Regions from separate parts of the Drosophila melanogaster genome. Here region 2 is linked to region 1. Evidence: chromatin contacts called from public Hi-C data. All regions are on one chromosome and are shown on one strand. Each heading gives the region's core, a stretch centred on a gene start, on an enhancer-like site or on the middle of the called end of the contact. The rest is flanking DNA. Distances are from core to core; before and after follow the strand shown. Region 1 holds the start of CG34043. Region 2 holds the start of Ube4B (Ubiquitination factor E4B).

Region 1 (4,883 bases), core at 1,010-3,509:
ATTAAACAAGATTCGAGCGGGTGGCATTAATCGTACCTATCCAGTTCGCGGATCAGGCAATCATCTTCGAAAGTTAGTTGCCCCATTTTTAAACCAACTGTTAAATCTACTGGGTTTTAGAAGCGTGGGCAAAATACAGCGTAGTTTTTAAAATATTTTTTTATTTATATTTTTAGTTTAGAGATGACACTAAAATATTCTTAGAGATGATACATTTTTCTATCGTCGACGTGTCACGCCTTTTTTGAAGTTAGTTTCTCACTGCGCAATCGATAACGGAACTGGAACGATTGGAAAATTGTGGGAAACTGTGACCAAATAATTTTTATTTTCGCGTTAGCTGATAACAATTTATTATACACCAAATCAATACAGATGCTGTTTACAATTTATGTTTTAAAAATTTGAATCTTAATGCAGTTCTTTTGATACTTTTCAGATAAAATATACATTTAAGTTATGGAAACTGATCTTATTGAAGATCAAAAAATAAATTGAAAATTTAGTTAAAAAAAATGGAAATTTATTGTGCGAGTTATCGCTAGAAGAAAATTAAATGTGAATATCCATGCACAAACTCCTTTGGCCTTAGATGTGTTTGCTCGGTTTTTTAGGAATTCCTTCTCACTTTCAATGTTTTCATTAACTGAAAGATAAACAAAATTTTAGGTAGTTTTTAATTAAAACTATATTATTCAAACAATCAATGTAATATTTAAATATCAATAGAACAATGAATTAACTTACAAGGGTCCTCCGTGTTTAAAAAATCTTCTGAGACGCTTTCCACGTTTACAGCATCTAAAAACAATTACTCGGTAAATAAGTATAGCAAAGGAAAAACAAAAAAATTTAAAAATTTTGTAAAAGTAATTACGAAGTAGAACAGCCGTATTCATTTTCTTACCAGTTTCTGAGTCCGTCAAATCTTCTACCTCAGTTTCAATCTCATCTTTAACTGAAATTAAATATTCAAATTAAAGTTATTTTAGAAAATAAAACTGAATAAATTAGACTTACTGGGGTTTGCTGGGTCTGGAAAATACACCGCATCAGGCTCAACGAATTCCTCCACTGAAAAATATTTAAAAATGTACTAATTAATTATATGTAATTAGATAACAATGAAAAATAAAATTCCTGATGGATTTATAAAAATTTTAGTAAAGTACCTTTGATATTTATTTGATTTTTGATAAATGTGTTAAGATAACCCTTCTTCCCAAAAGAAAAGCGTTATAAATTTTAGACCTTAAAATTCCGGCTAAAAGTGGATCTTTTTAGTTTTATCATAGAAATATTCTTATCAAAATGCAGTTAATCTTTCTCGGGAAAGCAGAGGAAAGTTTCTACGAAACTATTTGTTTCTCTTAATCCGCAAACGATAAACTACTTTTGACAACAAAATAAATATAGCAAATAACTTTCGGTTTACATTACCTATTTCTGCGATTTTTCTTTGACGATAAGGTAGAGATACACTGTAGTTGTTATTTTGAATGTCCGCAATCTCTGTATTCTGTATTATTGTATATATCCAACTTAAATATGGATTTAATTGCGTAAACCTATTTGGGCGCCGAACTTCAAGATTAGATTCCCGTTTATTTTTCAATGGCAAGCCATAGGAAATGATTCCAACTAAATTACTTTCATGAATAACACCATAACCGGGATATATGTTTTCTCCATCCGCATTTTTCCAAACCTGTGGTAGTAATTTTAATATTAATAAAATCGTTTTTCACATAAAAGGATATGTTTTTACGTAAGATTCCACACCCTCCTCCAATGGAAAATCGGTAATATCATAGTCAGCGACTAAAACCCATTCAATATCGTTTCGCTCGGAAAGCGGAAGTTGCGTACTGAGACTTAGGATCGCTATATCATTGTCCAACGATGAGAAATTGAACTGCGGATATACGTCTATGCCACCAACGAGGTATATCAACTCGTTCAAATCTTCGCCTTTGAATGATACCGCCAACTCATCAGCATTTAACAATTCCCTACCATTTACGAAATCGTTATCACTCAATAAACACGATGCTGATGTTAAAACCAAGCGACTCTGAATGATATTGCCATAGCAATGGCCGTCGATCAAATCTCCTTGAGTATTCCTTTTGCGCACAAGGACTTGGTACGAAGGACGAAAGTACTCATTTTGCACGAACGGAAAAAAGCACAAGATAATCAGAGCTACCGAAATCATAGTATCTTTGGCTACGCAGGCGGGAGAATCTTGACTGTCTTCACGGTTTCCTTACACGTTTAAGATAGTAAGCAACCTCAGATGCACAGATGCCGAGAGATATAGCTTATCTTTTTATATAATTTGCTTAAGTACAGCGGAACCCGCATTCTTGGGTCTTAATTCAGTTGCGATAATTGAGCATAAACAGGTGTGCGAAATAACACTTTTTTTTATATATGAAGATATGAAGTGTAACTGAGGAAGTAGTCTGAACATTACGCTCATTATGTGATAACAATTAGTACAAAGATTCCCAAATTTTTGGTATCTTATATCGCATGTTTTTACTGTTTCACTGTTGTTTGTCTGGCTTCATAAAATGAATGAAAAATTTAAGAGGGCAGCTCACTAAGCACGGAAAATCGTTAAAAGGGTGAACCAATTTGTTAGCAAAAAATTTAAAATAACTGAAAAAAAGGTAATAATAAATATTTTATGTGTCTTGGCAACGATTTAAAAAGATTTAAAATGAACTCATTTACTTAGCTTTAGATTCTTTTTGTTATTTGTTTTAATGGAAGATATAAGAACAATTAATATAAGCAGTAATATTTATTTTCTTGTTTACGCAAGCTTAGACTGCAATTTGTTTACAGGCAAACGCAGTCGACAGAGCAGAAAGCACATTATTTATGTTTTCAAATGAACTGCCACAGAAATGTATAAATAAGTAGCACATTTTTTGATAACAAATTAGTAAAAGGAGCTGTCTGTTCCGACTGGGATCTACCCAGTGATTCCAGAGTTCAAGGTAGTTCTTGATCAGCTCAGTCAATGTGGCTAATTTTTATTATGAAACAGCATCAGCAAGAATTGAAGTAACCTGGTTTTTTAAAAAACGTTTTTCTCCTTCGATATTACAATACCTCAACAATAGAATTAAATAAAAAGTAGTTCAGTGTCGCACTTAATTATTATAAATCTTCAAGCTTAGATTTTGCAATATTTTAAGACACTTGTATATAAAAGACTCATTTGATCCTCAAATTACAACTGTGGCGACATTTCTCATTAACAGGGGAATAGAATATTTACACGATCCCTTCTATTTGTTTGCAACAGTGCTGTTTAAATAACAAAAGGTTCAAATTTTATTAACTTGAATATCGAGTACAATAAATCGTTTAATTTAAATGAAACCCCTTTTCCTTGGTTGCTGTTAACAAGCGCTCCTTCATGATCTCTTCGGTTGGGTAGTCGGGAAGCTTTAAGTAGTGAACGCACGTGTTCACGGATGGATAGCTTCCAACGCCAGCATCTACCTTTCGGACAACTGTCAGTCGGGGATGAAGGTTGGCCAGTCCGCCTGGCGGCAGGCTGCTGCAACCGGTTGTGAATTGGAGGAACGCCTTCCTCTCGTCACCCGACATGCTCAACAAAACGTTAACAAAGCGTTGGAATCCGGGACTGAAATTAAAATAAATGTATTAGTTGTAATAATTCGAAAAACATCTATCTTATTGCAAGCTTACCTGTCTTTGTTGTAACCAAGTTTTGGTTCAGTGTATGAAATAATGTCTTCTCGACTCCAATGGGGGAACTGCTCGCCACAAATCATCATTCGTGCCTCTGAGGGAGTAAAAGCGGCCAACTTTTTCAAAGGGAACACTTCATTGAACCCATCACTGAAGGCCTTCATTTGCTGAGCGATTCCGTCCTGCAGGATGAAGTTCATCAGCAGTTCGCAGTACGCTTCCAGGTTGTCGATGGTGACGTTCACTGACGATCCATTGGGCAGCAATTCGGCCTGGGTGTAACCATAGATCGAGGAACTCGGCAGATACGTGAACGTAAGGGCCAGGTCTTCCAAAGATACCTCCAAGCCATTTTGGGTTTGCAGCTTAAGCTCGTTGATAAGCTCATGTTTCTTCTCCGCGCTTATAGTATCGTCAAACTCGATTGATTGCTTTCGCAACAATAGGTTTTGCATTTCCTGTAGGAATTGATAACGAGTTGGATCGATTTCTTTCAAGTTTTCCAATGACAGAATACCCCCGAATGCATTCGACTTGTTGGAATCAGTTCGCAGCAATTTAGTGCAGGTTTCTACTATATCAGAGTCTTCTGATACGACTGAAAGGTCGCCATTTCGTCTATCCGAAATGACCTTCTGGAGATTACGTGATAACACTTTGTTGTGACAAAGCAGCTGTAGAAATGATGTCGATAGGGGTATGTCCACCAGGCGCATGTCCTGCAAAACCTTTGCCACAAAAACTCCAAAGAACCAGAAATATTTGAGCACATTCTCACATATCTCAGAATTCTGTGGTAATGGGGCTGGGAATATTCCGTGCTCCCTGCGATTTACGTAATACCCAACTGGTTTTGAGTTTCCTTCCGCACTCTGCGTCGAGTTTTCCGTGTCCTCGCCCAAGTCATCGTCACACAGCCACATACAGAGGTCGGAACGCTGGATTTCTGCGGCCACCAAGGCGTAGAACTCCAAGGTTGGTCCCAAACCAGTTCCTTCCTCATCCAAAAACTCCACCTCCAGCACGGACTTTCGATTGCAGTGAGTCTTCATCACCTGCATGGCCCACATGAGCAGGTCCTCGTTTCGCGGCACTTTAACGCGTTCGTGCTTTAAACGCCCGATGCGGAATTCGTGATCATCCCGCCG
Region 2 (4,712 bases), core at 494-2,993, 2.7 Mb after region 1:
ATTTAGCTGTTACCAATTAAAGTATATCATAGTTTAAAGTTCGTTTTCCTTTTACAAAATAGTTTACTTGTATTATTGATTTAGATAACTTTAAATATGATATTTTGTTGCTTCATTAAGTTTGCGAAAACGATATACCTCTTCTGCGGATAATTCGGTGACCACCACAGACTCGGCCGGCTGTTGCGGCTGCACATCGGGGTTGGGTTGCTCAGGCAGTTGCTGACCGGGTATCTCGCCCTGCGCTAACTGGGGCTGCTGATCCTGTTCGTGCTGATCCTGTTCGTGGTCCTGATCCTGATCCTGCTCCTGATCATCATCCTCCTCCTCCTCCATGGGCTTTTGTGGCGGCTCTTCTTCCGGCATTTCTCGGATCCGCTGGTACTCTGGGAAACAATGCGCAGTTGTGCTACCAAATCTGTTTTCGCCTCTCTCACTGTTTTTGTTTGTTTGTGGCGTAGTTTTTCCGCCGCTTCTTCTGATGCTGCTGCAAAATAAGAGGCGATGATGTGGGTTAATGAACCAAACAAAAGCACGCGCACTCGACAAATAAATAAAATAACAAATAAAGAGAAAATTAAAACAAAGTCCAGCGGTCAACGTCAAGTTCACGCGAAGACAATGCCGCCATCGCCAAAACCAGATGGATTGGCCGTTTCTCTTTGTGCTACGCAACTACGCACTAGATGGATGATGTGCAGCATAGCTGGGAGCATACCAGGACAACTGACCTGCCGCACACAGTCAGTGTGCGAATCAAAAGCGGACGCAGATCGGCCGAGGTTGACAAAAAGTGCACGGCTGCAACTATTTTTAGAAGAGGATTTCTCGAGCACTGGCGCTGCACTGCACCCAAAACAAGTGCAGTAAACAATATCATAACATATGCGGAATCGGATGGCGAAACCTTATATAATGTTTAGGGATAGCCGATCGAATAGGATCGGATCGGCACGGGATATCACCAGCTCATTTGCGCATTTGAGACGGCGGATAAAGTACACAAAATCGTGGGATATATAATCGGACATAGGTTCGATGTGAGGGTGTGTGAAATACGGAAAATCGAGGATTGCGCCGCACATATATTCGCACTTACCTGACTCTACGGACCGACTTTCACCTGCTGCAAAACGTATTGGTTGTGCTACGGCCCGTAACTATTGCATTTTACGGAACTCTATATGGTTTCGACAATTCACCCGAACAATTCCACGTCTGGTGGTGACCACGCAAAAAATTTCTCTTTTGTTCTGCGAGCTTCGTGGGGATTGGTTATCGGCCCTCGGCTGGCTATATCTATGTGGGGATCGCCCGAATGCGATCCGTATATCGACACAAATGCTTCACTGGCCAGGCGATGGGCTCAAGAAATACAGACCTCCGAACTTTCCTCCAATTGAATTACTTATAATTTTTGGGTTTCGCGTCAGTCGACGAACAGTGTTTCAGTTTGGTCTGGTGGCCGACAGTCACACTGGCCGCGGCGTGGTCACACTTAAAGATGGAATGTTCGCCGATAGTTGCTTTAACCCTTGCAGGGCCCTCATATTTTTATGATTTCATTATCGAATTTAAAATTTCGTTAAACATCCGAAAAGTTGTGAATCATTTGAATACTATTTGTAATTTTAAATTTGCACTTTTGTTTTTGCCTTTAATTGCAATAATGTTCTCTAAGCATCTATACCCAATTTATATATCCTTTTTGCTCTAAGAGAACTAGTTTGAAAATATCTGAAACTATTGTTTGTTTGTCGTTTGAAAATATTTAAATATCGCTGAATTACTAGGTGCGAACTGATTAACGATGGGAAATCAAAAATTAGGCCTACCAAAATGGTTATATTCCTCATGACACATAATGAAAAGCAAGTGTTGTTTAGTTATTTTTGTTCAACAAAAGAAAATCATTTACTTCATTTTACAAAAATGTTACAATTATGTGGAACCTAATTATGAACCTAATACCTAAGTAACCGCTACTAGAAATCCGTGTATCGCTGTCGCAGACTCTGCCTTTTGGCAACGTGATGCATCTGCAAAACACAAGCATTTGAATTACAAACTGGCATTATATGTGGTTTTAATTAGGATAAGGACTAACCAAGCGCTGCTGACGTCGTTCTCGATTCATTTCGTAGGCCTTGAGCAGCGAGGGGCACGTGCGCTTGATGAACTCCTCCGATTGCCAGAAGAGTCCGCCTTGGTTCTCGTAGCGCAGAAGGAATTCAACCTGCAAGGATATTAAGGTTATTAAATGATACCTACAATTGGGATAGAGGGCAAACTACATAAGATTCAGACTGTTTAAAAGTTTTCCTTCGCTTTACAAAGTAAAGAAAGCTGATCTTTGGCTTATTTATTTTGTAAAAGCAAAAGTCATATAGCAAACCTTTTCCAGCTTAGAATTTTTGTTTACTAAATATGATATGAATAAACCAACAATGTGTTGTAAATGAAACTGTAATCGAATTCATAGAAAATTTGTGAACCCTAAACCGTACTGATAGTTTATTGCTTTCGTATTGCAAACGTACCTTTCCCGCCTTGGTCTCCTTGCCCAGAATGCGTTCAATGCCATTCTCGGGCTTGATGCGTCTGAAGAAGTCCTCGTCGTTGTACTCGGTGACCACCTCCTCGCCGACTTCGTTTAGCATATCCTCGATGCTGAGCAGTCCATCCTGCAGCCGCTCGCCGTTCTGTTCGACGCGCTGCACGTATGTCAACGGGTGCTGCTTGAGGTAATCCTCCGCCTCGGCGATTGTCTTGGCCAGATCGAACTCCTCCTCCGCCTCCTCCTGCTCATCGTCATCGTTGTCCTCGTACTCACCGTCCAGCTCCATGCCATCACAGTTAGCGCCGCTGGGCGAGGAGGTTCGTTTGGTATGCATGGAGCGTCGCTTTCTTTTCATCCAGTTCCCGCCGTCGTTTTCCTTGACGTCCGGATGGAAGCGTACCTTCTTCACGCGCACGGACGACGAGGCGGAATCTGTTGTTTCGGGGGTGGACTGGCTGGGTGTCTGCTGCGACTCCAGCATGCTGCCGCTGATGCTACTAGAGGCGGACGTGGGTGTTGATGTGGATGTGGATGCTGATACGGAGGCGCCGGTGCTCTCCGCCAGCGTGGTTTCCTTGAGGTTCTGTGATATAAGCTTGACTTTCGTCTCGAAGGCAGTGCATGGAGATGTGGGCGATTTGCTGGCCGGATGTTCTGGTGGGGATTGACTGCTCTGCGGACTGTCGCCCTCGCCGCACGACCCCGCCGCAGCTTCAGTCTTGTGATCCGTCTGCTTGCCGGCTCCCTCCATCGAACCGGATTCCTTGTTAATCGATTCCGCAGCGGAATCCCTGCTGCAGTTGTCCAGATCTCCGACTGTGGAGTCTCCGTCGCCCGTCGTCGTTGTCTCCACCATCACACACTTGATTTGCATAGATTTGTCCAGCGAGTCACTGCCAGCCGAGTCATCATTGGACTTGGTATCCATGTGTTTGGGTGGCTCCGTGTTCTCTGCGTTGGCTCTCTATCGTTTTGCGGCTCTGCTAAAGTTCAATTTTAGCTAAATGCATCGCAATTCATTTGTAATCTTTCAACAAAACGGCTTTCTCAGTGTTACCGTACCGACAACTATGAAATATACCCTCAAATTTGCGTAGCTGACTTGGCAGCGATTGTGAAACGATTGGAATTGCAACAGGGAGCTAAATAGTATATATGATTTTATATTTTCTTTGGCTCTTTTGATTATTTGGAGAGTTATTATTTAAGTATCTCAGTAAGAGTAATCTGGAATAGCATTGCATATCCCTTTTTGATTATTATTATTTTTTCTTTAATTAAAAGAAAAAGAGTAAAATAATCTTTTGTTCCACATTCAATCGTTTCACAGAGTTGCCGTATCTTGAAAGTCACTTTTAAATTGATATACCGCTATACCGTTACGCAGGCTACCTTTCAAATTAAAATTCCGTTAAAAAAGAATGCTTGATTTTGATGTTTGATTTCAGTAAAGAAAAAAGAAAAATGTTGAAGTGCTTTCAATTTAATAGAAGTCAATGAACTATTTTGCATTATGATTTGAATTTTTAGAAACTACTTTTGGCGTTTAGATCTGAACCCAATTATTCGATTTCTTTTTTAAATAGAAGTACCAAACATACAGATAATCGGTCAATTGTAAATGCAACTTGTGTTGTTTTTATTTGATTTCTTTATTAACAATTGTTTTTGTACATTTTCTCTTTTGTAATTCAATGCCGTAAATCTTATTGTGTGTTTGTGTGGTGTGTGTAAGTGTTGCGTGTGGTTGTGTGCGCAGTAAACAAAACTAAGTTATTTACACTAGCTTTAAGTTTAAATGTAGTTCAATGTTAAGGACTATTTAATATATAATATATTGTGTGTATAGATATTCGTATCGATATAAGATGTATATATGCATATCAAAGGCGGTTTGCATTTATATCCAAGTTAGATTCTGTATACATATCGCTTGTTTGCGCTATATCTTCTGGTTTTGATTTGCTTTGTTTTCAAATGTTTCCTTGCATTAAGTTTAAACTATTTAAATATGGCCCCGCTATTCCACATGTGTTCTTTTTGTTTGCTTATAGTTTAATGATAACATTTTGTTTGTAGTGTTAACGCCTACACTGTGCTACAAAGACGCCGTTTGCTGGAAAACATTCGCACTAATGATGAGAACATAACT

The links. Hi-C and Micro-C count contacts between places; a contact is called where the count stands out from the background.
Region 2: a contact with region 1 is called in a Hi-C map of the Kc167 cell line, with 3 times the contacts expected there. The contact joins the promoter of Ube4B here to the promoter of CG34043 in region 1. A contact is called at or near these places in 15 of 107 Hi-C or Micro-C datasets (the Kc167 cell line, the S2 cell line, cellular blastoderm embryo and 7 more).

The regions. Positions count from the first base shown.
Region 1 is chr2L:10,278,613-10,283,495 of dm6, forward strand. It overlaps CG34043, which reads right to left and starts at 2,260. Exons shown (of 6, transcript NM_001038804.3): 1 at 1,769-2,260; 2 at 1,441-1,708; 3 at 1,021-1,074; 4 at 908-958; 5 at 748-801; 6 at 339-646. The coding sequence starts at 2,218. The coding sequence ends at 507. Ufd4 (Ubiquitin fusion-degradation 4-like) reads right to left here. Exons shown (of 8, transcript NM_135525.2): 7 at 3,733-4,883; 8 at 3,331-3,667. The coding sequence ends at 3,385. It overlaps Utx (Utx histone demethylase), which reads right to left and starts at 199. Exons shown (of 15, transcript NM_135524.4): 1 at 37-199. The coding sequence starts at 86.
Region 2 is chr2L:13,017,691-13,022,402 of dm6, forward strand. Ube4B (Ubiquitination factor E4B) reads right to left here and starts at 1,744. Exons shown (of 9, transcript NM_135753.4): 1 at 1,100-1,744; 2 at 139-487. The coding sequence starts at 366. CG9933 reads right to left here and starts at 3,622. Exons shown (of 3, transcript NM_135754.4): 1 at 2,541-3,622; 2 at 2,108-2,236; 3 at 1,885-2,039. The coding sequence starts at 3,488. The coding sequence ends at 1,986. CG9932 reads right to left here. Exons shown (of 7, transcript NM_001273500.2): 7 at 4,178-4,712.